5 separate regions of the Mus musculus genome follow, and regions 1, 2, 3 and 4 are each linked to region 5. A link is a contact called in public Hi-C and Micro-C data. All regions are on one chromosome and are shown on one strand. Each heading gives the region's core, a stretch centred on a gene start, on an enhancer-like site or on the middle of the called end of the contact. The rest is flanking DNA. Distances are from core to core; before and after follow the strand shown.

Region 1 (2,700 bases), core at 162-2,661, 4.4 Mb before region 5:
AGACATGGGCAATTCGTCGTCGTCCTCTGAGCATTTGGCTGAGGAGAGCGAAGAGCACTTGCAGCCTTGCGGTGCGCCCCCGCCGGCCCCCGCCCCAGCTCCGCCGCGGTGGTTACTGCCTTTGCCTTCTTTCTTGTGCTTCACCCGGCGGTTCTGAAACCAGATCTTCACCTGCTTCTCGGACAGGTTCAGATAGGTCGCGATCTCGATGCGCCGCAGGCGGGAGAGGTACATGTTGGAGGCGAACTCTCGCTCCAGCTCCAGGAGCTGTGTGCTGGTGAACGCCGTCCGCATCCTCTTGCTGCTGGGCAGCTGGTTCGAGCTGCTGTCTGGAGGGCGATGGGGGGGGGGGGGAGGGAGGGAAAGAGAGAGAGAGAGAGAGAGAGAGAGAGAGAGAGAGAGAGAGAGAGAGAGATCATCAAACCTCTGAGCCTTGGGCCTAATTTCCCGCTGAACTGAGGCTAGCCTCAACCTTGGAATCAGGCACACATCCCTTCCATCCTTCCATTCATCACTCCACAGGCGGGTGCCTCCTTGCCAAGTCACAGACTCCAATTCTCCTCGGAATCGGTTGTCCCTAACACCCCTTTAAGGAACATCTCAAAGCTGGCCTTAACCCCTTCCCCTTCGCCCCAGGATCTTTCTGGCTTCTCCCCGGTTCCTACGTCCGGTCCCAGTCTAGCACTGTGAGCGCCCCTCGAGTATCCTCACCGTCCCCCATAGCGCGCCGTTTCCCCATCCCTAGCTCACTCACTTCCCCCCACCCCGGGACCACCGCCCCCCAATTTCGCGCGGGGACCCCGCTTACCCACAGAGATGCAGTGAAACTGTCTGGGATCCGGCAGCGGGTAGGAGGTCTGGTAGAGTGCAGCAGCTGCTGCGGCCGCAGCCGGGCCGTGGGCGACTCCAGGGGACACGGAGTGCTGGCGGCCCAGGGGTGCGTGGCAGTACTGCGATCCGAAGGGAGGGAAGGACGCCTTGAGTAGCGGCAGTGCCGGCGGCCCGGGGGGCCCGTGCAGCTGCGAAGCGGTGACACAGAGGGGACACACGCACAGCAAGCCGGCCTTGCGCGCGTGGCAGGCGCCCGGCGAGAGGCCGTGGAGCGCGTGCGGCGGCGGGACCGCGTAGGGGAAGAGCGGTGGCGGGCTGCCCTCCGGAGCCTTCTTGTCGCTGGCTTCCCGCAGCACAAGGGAATCCACCAGGAAGGAGCGCGGCATGGCTCCGGCGCGCGGTCCACCTGCCGCCAGCCCGCCCCTGGAGCCCGAGGGAACTGCAGATCCTGTCGTAGCTTCCCCTGGCCGCGGCCACCCGCAGCTTCCCGGGCCCCGGAGGCTCCACGCGCGGCTCAAGCCCGGGCTGGAATCACCTTGGCTGCTGCTGCGGGCACCTCCCGGAGCGGGCGAGGTGCTGGCCAGCGCTAGTGGTGCTGAAAGACGCCGGCGGCGCCGCTTAAATAGGACTATTGCCATGTGATGGGCTACGCCAGGAGCGGCCGGGGCCTCTCAATAGGGTTTTTGTGCCCTTTCTCTTGGCATTCACTCTGCACGCTTCCTCATTATTTCACTTGTTAACTAAATGAACTGCATAATGTACTCTATTCTTGTCAACCCCACCCACGCCGTAACAGGCGCACTCGCCCCCCTCCTCTTCCCTTTTCGGGTTTATTTTCTCATTCTCCCGCGATTTAATATTCTTTTCTTTCTCTTTATTTCTTACTTTCCTTTGGCTTTGCGCTGGCGATCGGTCCATTTATCTTATTGATTTCCGCACCCGTGCTGCCTCGCTTGCACAGATCCCCGTGGGCGCACACCCATCTCCTCTGCCCACTTGATCCTGGTCCCTTTCTTTCTGTTACTTCTTCCTTGCTCGTTCCCCCCACCCCAGTTCCACCAAGTGTATCGCTTTCGCTTAGTTCTCGAAGCTCAGCTCTGCATCCTATGAAGCATCCTAATGGGCGGCCACCATTCCCACCTGTGGAGTCTCTTCTCTCGCACTATTTGGAGACAGAAAAACAAGGTTTCTGAGTGCGCCTCAGAGGATGAGAGAAAGGCTCCCTAGTCCTCATTGGAGACTAACCTCATCTCTGTCCGTGTTTTCTCAGAAAATCAAAGGCTCCCAATTTTGGTGTTGCCTGTGACTCCTCATCTTTGTTCGGTGGACCCTTGGCCAACCAGCTCTTCCCTTCAACAACAGGGCCGTGTATGTAAAGAAATAGCAACAAAACAAGTACGCGGGTGGGTAGTCTTTGAAAATACGGACAGATACATAGCAAGGGGAGTGAGAGCCGAATTCGTGGGTATGAAGCTTTCCCACCCCACCAAACGTGGTGAGTGTGGATGGTGTAGACTCTCACAGACGTTGCGCGCGCACTCTCCACTCGCACACACTCCACTAGACACGCCGGTGCACTCGAAAGCGTTGCTTCCCACGGCTGGAGAGAAAGGAAGAGCACTCTTCTGTCTTTCCCAGTTTCTGTTGCCCTTTGCTTCCTCCTACCGTCGCCGCACTCTTTTTTTTCTTTCTTTCTGGTAACACAATGGTTAAACAACTTCAAATGCCACGCTCTGTGTACACAGCTTCAGTTTTTTAAAAAAATCATCCCGGGATTCAGAGCTGTCTCTGTCCCTGTGCGTTTAACATACAATGAGAAATTAGCATAAAAGATTTCGAATTTACTACTTTCGATTTTACAAATCGCCA
Region 2 (2,700 bases), core at 106-2,605, 3.8 Mb after region 5:
CCGACCCTAGCCTCGCTTCCACCTCCACACAAGAGTGCAAGTTCCTCAATCAGGTGTCCCAGGCTTTGGCTCTGGGGCGCGGGCGCGTGGCAGCCGTCAGGTGAGTGCCCTAGACGCGCCCCTAAACCCGCCCCGCCTCTCCGCAAAGACTCACTCCCCCTCCTTTTATGGAGAGGGGAAGGCTGGAGCACTGGATCCTTACAGTGGGAAGCGGCCCGAGCGCCGGGCGGGGGCCAAGCCGACTCTCATGCCCTTTTTGGCGCAGCAGCTCTGGGCGCTGCCCTTTACTGCCGCTGGGGCCCGAGAGAGAGGCGAGCCAGAGACGGCCGTGCTTCTGCAGCGGCCTCCTCCCCTCCCCGCCCGGTGCCGCAGGATTGCAGCTGGCACTGAAGGGTGGGCAAGCTCGAGGGAGGGGCGCTCCGGGAGCCCGGGCGCCTGTGGGCTCCGAGCCGCGGGCGCCGAGCTTGGATGGATGTAGCTGCCTGCGTGAGCGCGTGTGTGGCCACTGCAGTGGCGGTGGCGGCCGGGCCCGATCTGGCCCGCGAGACCCCTGAGCGCTTCCGAGGTGCGGGTCCCGGGCCCGGAATCCGGGGGAGGCGGGGGGCGGGGGAGGGGGAGGGGCGCGGTGGCGGCGCTATAACCCCCTCCCTGTCGCCGGCCGGCTCCACACGCGCGTCCTGCGGAGCCCGCTCAACTCCTGGAGCCCGGCCTGCCTGCGCCTTCTTCTCCACCTCCTCCTCTGGTCTTCCCGCGGCTGCTGCTGCGGCGGCAGCGGCGCCAGCTCGGCCCTCCGCCCGCCCTCCGGCCCGCGCGGGCGGCGTAGCGAGGCCCCGGGCGGGTAGGCTGCTGCCAGGCGGCGCGGCCGCGGGAGCTGCCCGGCCCCGGCGGGCGGAGGGCGGAGCGCCGCGCCGTAGCCGAGGGCGCGCCGCGGAGGGGCGCACGCAGGCCGCCGGGCCGCGCCGTGCTGGGCCGCGCCGTGCCCGGCCCGGGGCGGCAGCGGCGAGAGGAAGGCCCGGGGACAGGCTCTCCGGACTGCCCGGAGCCCTCAGGGAGAGGCGAGGCGGTAGCTGGTACCGGGCCGAGAGTCCAGACAGGTGATCGGTGGTGCGGCGGGAGCTGCAGCCACGCTCCGCGGTCCCCTCCCGGGGCTGACGGCAGCAAATATGCGGATTTACCGGCCGGGTCGCTCCTAAAGCCAGCGACGGGGAGCGAGCGCGGCGGCGGCCAGCACGGGGAACGCACCAAGGAAGAAGCCCAGCCCCCGCCCTCCGCCCCTTCCGTCCCCACCCCCTACCCGGCGGCCCAGGAGGCTCCCGGAGCGACTCTGTTCCTCCTCCTCCTCCTCGCTGGCTTTGCACTCGCTGCTCGCGCCGAGCGCGCTCCGCAGGCTCCCTGCTCTCCGCGCCACCCTCCTCCGGGCCGCGCTCCCTGAGGGATGGTACTGAATTTCGCCGCCACAGGAGCCCGGCTGGAGCGCCCGCCCCGCGGCCTCGCCTCCCTGCCGAGCTTCCAGCGCCTCGGGACGCGATGAGGACCTGGGCTTGCCTGCTGCTCCTCGGCTGCGGATACCTCGCCCATGCCCTGGCCGAGGTGGGTGCCACCCCCGCGCCTCTGTCCCCTCTCGGCTCCCTCGGCGCACGCCCCTCTCGGCTACCTGTTTCAAGCTCTGCAAAGAGCATTTTGGTTTTGTCAGGGTGGTGTAATTTTTTTTTTAATCCCAACTGGGTTCTATTTTCTGCCATGCCCAAGTGTGTCTGGTGAGTTTCCAGCGCGTTGCGTCGCTCCGCCTTGGAGGGGGACGGGGGAGCCGCGAGGTGAACCCGTGGGTAGAAACTTCGGGGGGCTGTGGGTGCCTTTCCAGAAGGGGCAGCCCAAACGCAGCGGACAATGCAGTAACGGGGTGCGGGAAGCGGGAAAGGGGGTGTGTGTAAACTGACCGTGCTCTGGGAGGGGACTAGGGCGGGCAGTAAGCAGGTAGAGGAGGGTGCGGCCGTAGCCTGGGACTGGGAAGGGTGGGCAGCGCCCAGCCGCAGTCCCCAGTTCTCGGTCCCCAAACCCAGTCCGACGCAGGGCTGGAGCAGTCTCCGCCCGCCCAGGCCTGCTTACAGGTGGCTGAACGAGGCAGCTGGGGCCGGGCCAGGCGCCCGCGCCCTCCCACCGCCACCCTCCCCCCCACCCCCATTCCCCGGGAGCTTTGCCGTGATGAATGACTTTCCACAGCCCCTGTCGTGGGAACTTCGTGGTTGAGTCCTCCAGCGACCCTGACTCCCTTTTAAAAACCGGGACGGAGAGTGGGGGAGGCTGAACGGTGGGGGTGGTCTGGGCAGGGACCGGAGAGGCGCGAGGTGGATATTTAACCCCTTGCGTTCCCTGCAGCCTCTCTAAGCCCCGATGGATTTGGGCGTCCTAGTCGGCGCTAGGGCCGTGACTGGGCCTGAGCCGGGTGGGGCGACCCGGCGCGCGTGCTTGTAGGGGGTGGGGTGGGGGGAGAGGGAAGACCCTCTCCCCTGCGGGCTCAGCTCAGGATTCCCGGAGTGAAATTGAACCCTTCGGCTAGATTAAAGTGTTGAGGCTGCTGTGACTCCAGTCGTGGATGCGTGACGCATTTCGACCCTCTCTGTTTCTACATGTGGATTTAGCTATTAAACCAGAAACTCTTCGGGCCCCTGGCTGCCCCCAGACACCCTGGGGAGGCCAGAG
Region 3 (2,700 bases), core at 108-2,607, 3.3 Mb after region 5:
GACTCCTCATGAAATCGAATAACGAAGAGGTTGGGGAGGGAGGAATTTAATGGAGAAGAATCTTAAATTCAGATGCCCTTTTTTTTAAGCCCCCTCTTTTCCAATGTGTTAACCGCGAAAGTTTCCACCTACTCTCCCACAAATGCACCCCCCCAGCGGCTGTTTGTAAGACGATGGATAAATGCATGTTTCTATCTTAATATTTCACAAGCCAGAAATAAAGCAACAGATCTGTCAGCTTCGAGGATGGGAGAAAGCCTCTGTCAAGAGCGCCCAGGCCAGGGCCCACTTTGTCCCCTCCTGGAGGGCTTTTCGAGCCTCGGCAGCCTTTCCAGACTGTGCGCCGCGGCCGCAGCCAACCTACACCCGGCTTCCCCGAATCGAACGCAGTCACTGCAGTGGCTACTGGGGCGCCACCAGGATCTCTCCCCAATCACCTCGGCACTCTCAAGTTACTCACCTCCAGATGGGAGAAGGGGTTCAACCCTCATAATCCCCACCATGGCCAGCAGCGCGGAGCCTGAAACCACCTCCCCGCCACTTAGAACAAAGGTGGCCCTGCCTCACCGCGCTCTGCACGCCTAGTGCGGGATCTCGGACTCCTTGGGCGACACCAATCTTTACCTGAACTCGGGACTCGACCAGGTCCAGGCGCAGCGCCAGCGCCTCGCGCATAAACACGTCCGGGTAGTGGCTCTCATTGAACGCCTTCTCCAGCTCCTCCAGCTGCCAGCCGGTAAAGTTGGTGCGGGTGCGTCTCCGTTTGCAGCCGGGGCTCTCCTTGTCTGGATCCCCCGAGTCTGCGGGCATGCACAGGACGCTGCAAGGCTCAGCCACCTGGCAGATGCTTGTCCCGCTTGCACCCACCTCGGGTGCGGGGTGCACGGAGGAGTGGGTCGCTATTCTCCGACGGCCTGGTGCACCCCACCCCGAGGCCCCCCGTTGTGTTTCCCCGTGTCCCCGCCTCCAGCCTACCTGCAAGCTTGAAGGGCTGGCTTTCGCCGGCCACCCCGCAGGCAGCCGGCAGCAGCGGCGTGGGGTTGACCACCGAGGCGGCGGCTGCAGCGCACGAGCCGCTGAGCAGGCCGTCGATGGAGAAGGGCACCGAGGCCGCGGCAGCGGCGGCGGCGGCCGACTGCAGCTGGTGACCGGCCAGCTCGTACACGTGGTGGTGGCCCAGCGGGTAGGGGAAGCCCACCACGCCGCCCAGCGAGCCCCCGAACTGGGCATGCGGGTGCTCCAGGAGGCGACCGTCCATCATCTCGCGCGCGGGGCTGGCGGGGCGCGGGGGCGCGGACGGCGGCGGGGACAGGGGCCCGGAGCCCTACACATGCTTCGGCCCGCGCTCCGCCGCTTTACTTTATCAACATCAAGCTCTCGATAATTAGCCGCGGCCCGGGGAATTTGGGACCAATAAGAAGCGCTAATCGGCTCTGACGTCAGAGGCGTGCTGGGTGCAAGGAAACGTTTTCCATATCGATTGCTAATTATACCTGACACGCACCTCCATAAACAGTATCAGGAGCTGTCACAACAAGACGGGGTGGGGAGGGAGGGGCACCGCCGCGCTCGGCCGGCCGGGGGCCCCCGGCGAGCCCCCCACTCCTGCTCCCCGCCGCTCCCGCCCCTCGCCTCCTTCTAATAGATTTCCCTTTAAAACATTCGCCGGCGTGTTGTGGGGATTTTTCACCAGAAATGCTGTACTCTCTGAACCTTTAAAGTGATGTTGCTCCAATTACAGAGAGACATTGAGCGGCAAATAGACTGATCCAATAATGGGAGATTCATCATCCGCTCTTTCCGAAACTGTCACATTGAATTTAAAACTACAAGGGCTTCTCTACCAGCGGCCTCTCCCGGGCTGCGGGCTGCCGCGAGCGGCGGAGGGAGGAGGAGGGGGAGGAAGAGAGGAGGAGAGGAAGGGGAGAGAAGTGTCCCGACGAACTGGAAGACCAAGGGGAAGAAAGAGGAGGAAGAACAAGCCCAGGAGGGAGGGGGAGAAAGGAAAGGTTTGGGGGAGGAGGAGTGCAGAAAGAGAAAGGGAGGAAGGAGAGGAAGTGGATGGAGAGGAGGAAAGGATGGAGGGGAGGGGAGAAGAAGAAAGGGAGGAGAATGGAGGAGGAAGGAGAAGAAGTAATGGGGGAGAAAGGAAGGAGAGAGGAGTGGAACCAGAAGCGATGGAAGGACAGAGAGAAGCGAGAAGAGGAGAAGAGAAAGCGGGGAGGATAAAGAGAAGGGAGAATGAAAACGGAGAGTGGAGAGAAGGGGAGGAAGGAGGGGAACAAGGCAGAAAAAGAGAAGAAAGGGAGGGAAGTGGGACTAGATGGACGGAGAGACCAGAATGAAAGGGGGAGGGGAGAAAGGGAGAGGAGAGGAGGGGAAGGGGGGGAGAGAAGAACCTCCAAACAGTGATCCAGCCAAATGCGGCCCCCACCTATAAGGAGTCTAACCCGACGCCCTCCTCCTTGATTGGCAGTTACCCCATCAATATAGACAGGGTGGTGGCAGCTGGGGCACCCTAACCCCACTTAACTCCCACACATATGGGTCCTGGATGCCAGCCCAGAGGAGGAGGGAGCATGGAAGGAGGAAGGACAATGGTAACTTCAGGATAGTGACCAATGGCCCACGCATCCCTTCAAATAAATAAATAAATAAATAAATAAATAAATAAATCTCCCTCTGAGTCAGCTCTGAAGA
Region 4 (2,700 bases), core at 19-2,518, 3.0 Mb after region 5:
AATCCAGGCTAACCTTAAACTCAAGATCTTCCTGCCTCAGACTCCCATGTGCTAGGAGTACAAGCATGTGCCACCATAACATAATGGCTTTAGACCAACACCTTTGAAAGAAGTTACCTGGCCCTAAAACACCAGCTCAAAGCATCAAAGTACCCACGTGCACTCCACCAGATACCTTCTGAAATGTTGCTGCCACAGTATGACCTCAGCAGTGCCAACCTCTGGGGTCCCAGGGCTAATTTTAGTGACTCCACAGGAGTGGAAGGGGTGAACTACCTACCAGCTGAGACACAAGCTAGCTTTTGAGGACTGAGTGTACTGAGTGCCTGTCCATCAATTGGAAGGCGAACTGTTAAAGTGCATCTGTGTTAGCAATGAGAGCTGTGTGAAAAGCGAGGCTCAGACTAACTTCCCTAGAGAAACAAGAGCACCAAGCAGCCTCACCTCCCAAATACCGACTGCGTTCTTACGGGGCAAGTTCTAGGAGGCTGGAGTGGCTGTTATCTCAAGGATACCAGAAGAGGAGTCTATCTCCCCCAAAGAGATCTAATCTAGGCACCTAGGACCCACGAGGCTTTCTTCACCTGTAATTTGCTAGAGTTTTTGCTTCTGATTTCTCGCCGCACGCTCGTAAACATGCACACTCTTAACACGCCTATCCGCTCACCCTACTAGGGAACCTCGCACTTCAGAGTTGGATGGGACCTTGGCCCCAGACCACACCTGAAGAAAGTGACGGAAGCGATAGGCTGGCCAAGACGGTCACCTGCCTCGCTCCCCACCCACAGCTTCCACATCCGGCACCGCTGGCCGGTCAGCTGATTAGAAAGTGACACCAGTTACTCAGGCCCTTTCGGGGTCCCGGCCGGGGGCGAGGTGGGGGCGAATTCTACGCCGACGGAAATGGCCAGGTGCGCACGGCTCCCGGGTGCCACTCTCCCGCACGTGGTGGGTCCCGTGTGGGCCTTGAGCTAGGTCCCGCGTGGCACGTGCTCGAGGCCCAGGCTGGGTCCCGCGGCCTTCGGGGTGCTCCTCCCGCAGGTGCACGAACTCTGGGTTCCCCTACCCAGTTCCCGAAGCCCCTCACTCACCCGGGTCGCGCGCGGGGCCGGGCGCGGCGGCTCCTTGCGGACACGCACTCTTCACAAGCGCTTCTGCTCTCGCGCTCCCCTTAGTCGCCGTCTCCGCCTGCGCGCTTCGGACTTCTCGTTCCGACTCGGCGAAGAACAACAAGTCCCTGCCACCCGCCGCCCGCCGCCGGCTCCCCAGTACTGACACCGCTTCCGGGATCGCGCGTCGAAGCGCGTCACCGCCCCGCCCCCGCGATGGCCACGCCCCTAGTGATCACGCCCCTGTTGCTCACGCTTCTTCGCTCACCAAAACCACGCCCTCTCTGGCCGCGCGTCGGCACCACGCCCCTGATGGCCACGCCCCTCGCTGCCCCAGTCCCTGGGTCCTCCTACATGCTTCCACGTGCAGTTGTCTCATTGCTGAGCTCCTGGCCCTGTCCATCCCCAACACACCCGGGGCGGGGTCTGTGCTCCTTTCCCAAGGTAGGGGGTGTCAGGCGAGCGTGACGCACACTGGGTATGGACCCCACGTTTCCTTGAACTTTCAGCCTGGGCATTATGTCTCTATGTCACCCACTGTCGTCTATGCTACTCACTGTGATCCTGAGGCTGCTGGAGCCTCCCCGGGTCTTGGCAGAGAGAATAGAGGCCAACTGGCTAGTGACCATGTTCTGGACCTAACACCAAGCCCACGTCAAGGTGGCGAAGTGGCTCAGTTACACCACATAATCAGCAAGGCAGATGCACCCTACAAAGGAGAAAGAGATATGTATGTAGCATCCTCTTCTGACCCATACCATGACCTTTTGATTTATATCTGAGACAGAGGTAAGGTCTCACTGTGCAGCTCAGAGTGGCCTGGAACACTTATAAAACTTTATTTTTTTTTTTTACTTATTTATATGTGTGTTCATATGTATGTGGATTGGTGTGCACACACTACCACGAATGTGTGGAAGTCAGAGGGCAACTTTAGGGAATCTGTTTTTTCTTTCCACTTTTGGGTTCCGAAAATTGAACTCAGACTTGGTACCTTTACCCACTGAGCCACCTCACTGGCACTGTCTTGAAGCTCTTAATCCTTCTGCCTTCACCCTAAGTGCCTTCACCTAAGCCTGCCCCTCCCCCTCCCCCTCCCCCTCCCCCCTTCTCCCTCTCCTCCCTCCCTCTCCTCCCTCCCTCTCCCTCTCCCCCTCCCCCTCCCCTCCCCCTCCCCCCTCTCCCTCTCCCTGTAAGCAATGGATAGTGTCTTAGTTAGGTTTTTACTGCTGTGAATAGTCACCACGACCAAGGTAACTCTTATAAGGACAACATTTAGTTAGGGCTGCCTTATAGGTTCAGAGGTTTAGTCCATTATCATCAAGGATCATGGTAGCATCCAGGCAGTCATGGTGCAGGCAGAGCTGAGAGTTCTACATCTTCATCTGAAGGCTGCTAGGAAGACTGACTTCCAAGCAGTAAGGATGAGGGTCTTAAAGCCCACACCCACAGTGAGACACCTATTCCAACAAGGCCATACCTCCTAATAGTGCCACTTCCTGGGCCTAACATATTCAAACCACAACAGACAGAAAGCCATATCTCTCTGACTTGGGGATGCATGGACATATGGCTGTTTTCCATAGGCTTC
Region 5 (2,700 bases), core at 103-2,602:
CCCAGTCAGGTAGACTGCCGTCGGCGGCTCCCTGCCACTTAACTTCGAAAGTTTTTTTTTTTTTTTTTTTTTTTTTTTTGCTGAAAGAGCAAAATAAAAGTACAAAGTCTGGGGGATTAGTGCTCCCCTCCCCCTCTGGCCGCCGTGGCCAGCCAAGCACTTTTGGGCTTGGCTTGCTTCCTCTGAGCTCAACAGATTTTTTTTTTTCCCTTTCCCGGTCTCGCCCTCCCTGGAGGGGGCGCGGCGGATGGAAGGCGAGAGAGGCCCCCAGCCAAGAGGTTTTTAATATTACACCTTAATAGGTTTCAGAAGGCCCCGTGGAGAAATGCTAATAGGGCTGAAATGTCAGAACCGAGAGGGATTCAGCTCGCGTTCCGCCGATCTAATCCTTTTTTCTGCTCTGGTTTTTCTTGGCGGGGAAAGGGGGAAGGAGGGGCGCCCACGCCAAAAGGGGCTTTGGGGAGGGGCGCGCGGTGCGCACTCGGCCGCAGAGCCCCACAGCCCGGGTTTCTATAGGAACCTTTTATAAGATGCAACTCACCGCTGCCGACCGCCGCGGCCTGTCCAAAATATTAATCAGTAAAGCCTTCTGACACCGCGTTTCAGGGAGGGGACCCGCAGGCAGGGGCAAAAGGAAAAAAAAAAGGCCTTGTCGCCTGCCTGCCCACCCCACCCGACCGCGACTGCTAGGGGGAAAGGGAATGAATCGCTGCTTTATTTTAAAAGGCGAGAGTGAGCGAGCAAGCGAGAGAGAAGCAGGCCTTGTTATTTTTCGTCTGAACCTCGCTCTTTGGAGTGGCACCCTAGAGAGGGAGCGCCGGGCGCGGGCGCAATGAGCAGCTCGCCGGTTCCCGGCTCTTCCCGGCTAGCTTGTCACCTCCTCCCGAAGAAGGAAGCTGACAGGAGGCCTTGCAATGCCCGGGATTGCGGCGACAACCATCTTCCTCTATTTTGATCACTCAGCCCAGACGCAGGAGGAGGGGCTGGGATGTGGGGGGAGGGAGAAGGAGAAAGAAGGGGGGGGTCTGCTGGAGCTGGTGTGGGGGAGGGCTGCCTAGAAACGGCTCGGAAAAATTCTCACCACCAGTTTTGATCATTCAGCCCCGCCGTGGGGAGCCTGGAAACTGCTGGAGCCCCGAGGTCCGTAATTGGTTTTATAGGAATGGCTGAGGGCCAAGGTGTTTACATGCGCGTGATGGGCGGCGAGCGGGACCAATGCGCTGCGGCCGGGGGCTGGCCCGAAGGGGGGGGCGGGCACCCGGGAACAATGCGTGTTTCTTCGCCTGCGAGGCTCCCCTCCCCCGTCCCCCTTAAGCCCCCCCTTCGCTTTTTTTTTTTTTTTTTTTTTTTTAGATCCAGCGAGAGGAACTTGAAAGGGGGGTTGTGTAATGTACCTTTTCCAATCCCGGGCTGTATATGGAGATTTGGGATTCTTTAAACCGGCGCTACCTGGATTTTATTAAAAAGCGGGGAGCTCGGCGGGAGGAAAGCTGGCTTTTCCGGGGGCTGCGGGAGCGGGGCCGCGGGAGGGCGGAGGAGTTGGCGCGCCGCGCGCCCGGCCCGGGGAGCGGTTTTCTACCAAAAAAAGGAAAGGCGGGCAAAAAGTGTGAGGCGGCTGCGGGTGGCGGAGGGGAGCGGCGGCCGAGGGATGGCGGGCAGTACGGGCGCCTAGCCGCGCCAGGAACCGCGGCGGTTGCCGGAGTCGCCGTCGGAGCCTGGAGCCCGGAGCCCCGCCGCGCCAGGTACGCTCCGGGCCCCGATGCTCCCCGAACTTGTGCAGCGTACCCCTTGGGTCCGCAAAGCAGAAGGTCCCCGAAACAGTCGGGGTCCCCAGAAGGGAAGCGGAGGGCAGGGATCAGGGGGAGAGGACGCATCGCTGCGCCTTGGACTCCCACCCGAGCTCTCAGTCTGCAGCACCGCCGAGGGCGGCGGTTCCCTACTTGGTTCCCGGCAGGCGGCGGGCTAGCCCGGGGACGCCGAGACGGTTTCGATTATAGGCTGTTTTTAATTAAAAGCCGGAATTCAGCCATTTTAGCTGCATTTAAGAGGGGAAAAGTAGAGAAGGACGCAGTGGAACCCCGCAGATAGCCACGCCAGCTTCTCGACCATGGCAAAGGCTGCTCCGTAGGGCTTCACCCCGACTTCCTTAAAGTGGGGCGCCTGGGCTCTGCCTTTTTCAAAACGCTGCCTTTAATGAATATTATCTTTAAGTGTATGCGGGAAGCTCCTGGCGCCTTTGAGACAAGTATCCCGGGCTGTGACGATCCTAGATTTTTTCAAAAGTAAACGCGATTCTGGTAACCAGAGCCTGATAAAGAGCGAGGGCGGGCGAGAGGAAGAGGGGGTGTTGTAACCAAAGCCACGTTAAAATAGGCGTCCTTAGCAAAGTTGGGGGAAGAGGACTTTTGGGTCTGGGCGTAGGGCGGCTGGTCACCCGGGAGCTGTGGCTTAGTCTCCGTCTGCTAGAGCGCCCCGGTTCTCCCGGAACCAGGGGGTCTAGAGTAGCCTGGGGCTGGTAGTCAGGGAGGGAAGGGTGGGCTCTCTGAGACCTCCCTACCCCCTCGGGAACAGGAAAGCGACAGATCTTTTAAACAAACAGCTTAAATAGGACTTACAGGAGGGTTTACCCGATGCTGGGGAGGCGCCCCTCCGCTGGCCCGCGCTGTTAAGTTATTTTTTTTCCTTTGTAGGTTATTTTGG

Evidence for each region. A called contact is a pair of places that touch in the nucleus more often than the background predicts.
Region 1: a contact with region 5 is called in a Micro-C map of embryonic stem cells, with 8 times the contacts expected there. The contact joins the promoter of Gsx1 here to the promoter of Tnrc18 in region 5. A contact is called at or near these places in 1 of 39 promoter capture datasets (embryonic stem cells) and 3 of 484 Hi-C or Micro-C datasets (all in embryonic stem cells).
Region 2: a Micro-C map of embryonic stem cells shows a contact between it and region 5, with 8 times the contacts expected there. The contact joins the promoter of Pdgfa here to the promoter of Tnrc18 in region 5. A contact is called at or near these places in 4 of 484 Hi-C or Micro-C datasets (the HL-1 cell line and embryonic stem cells).
Region 3: a Micro-C map of embryonic stem cells shows a contact between it and region 5, with 24 times the contacts expected there. The contact joins the promoter of Uncx here to the promoter of Tnrc18 in region 5. A contact is called at or near these places in 3 of 39 promoter capture datasets (cranial neural crest and embryonic stem cells), 18 of 484 Hi-C or Micro-C datasets (cerebellar granule neurons, cerebellum, differentiating embryonic stem cells and 3 more) and 3 of 115 datasets of contacts at active chromatin or transcription factors (embryonic midbrain and embryonic stem cells).
Region 4: a Hi-C map of muscle stem cells shows a contact between it and region 5, with 5 times the contacts expected there. The contact joins the promoter of Mafk here to the promoter of Tnrc18 in region 5. A contact is called at or near these places in 2 of 484 Hi-C or Micro-C datasets (cardiomyocytes and muscle stem cells).

The regions. Positions count from the first base shown.
Region 1 is chr5:147,187,407-147,190,106 of GRCm38.p6, reverse strand. It overlaps Gsx1 (GS homeobox 1), which reads right to left and starts at 1,411. Exons shown (of 2, transcript NM_008178.2): 1 at 809-1,411; 2 at 1-329. The coding sequence starts at 1,217.
Region 2 is chr5:138,993,599-138,996,298 of GRCm38.p6, reverse strand. Pdgfa (platelet derived growth factor, alpha) reads left to right here and starts at 1,355. Exons shown (of 6, transcript NM_008808.4): 1 at 1,355-1,590. The coding sequence starts at 1,528.
Region 3 is chr5:139,542,555-139,545,254 of GRCm38.p6, reverse strand. It overlaps Uncx (UNC homeobox), which reads right to left and starts at 1,357. Exons shown (of 3, transcript NM_013702.3): 1 at 976-1,357; 2 at 625-800. The coding sequence starts at 1,261.
Region 4 is chr5:139,790,104-139,792,803 of GRCm38.p6, reverse strand. It overlaps Mafk (v-maf musculoaponeurotic fibrosarcoma oncogene family, protein K (avian)), which reads right to left and starts at 1,268. Exons shown (of 3, transcript NM_010757.2): 1 at 1,092-1,268.
Region 5 is chr5:142,816,314-142,819,013 of GRCm38.p6, reverse strand. It overlaps Tnrc18 (trinucleotide repeat containing 18), which reads left to right and starts at 1,352. Exons shown (of 28, transcript NM_001122730.3): 1 at 1,352-1,742.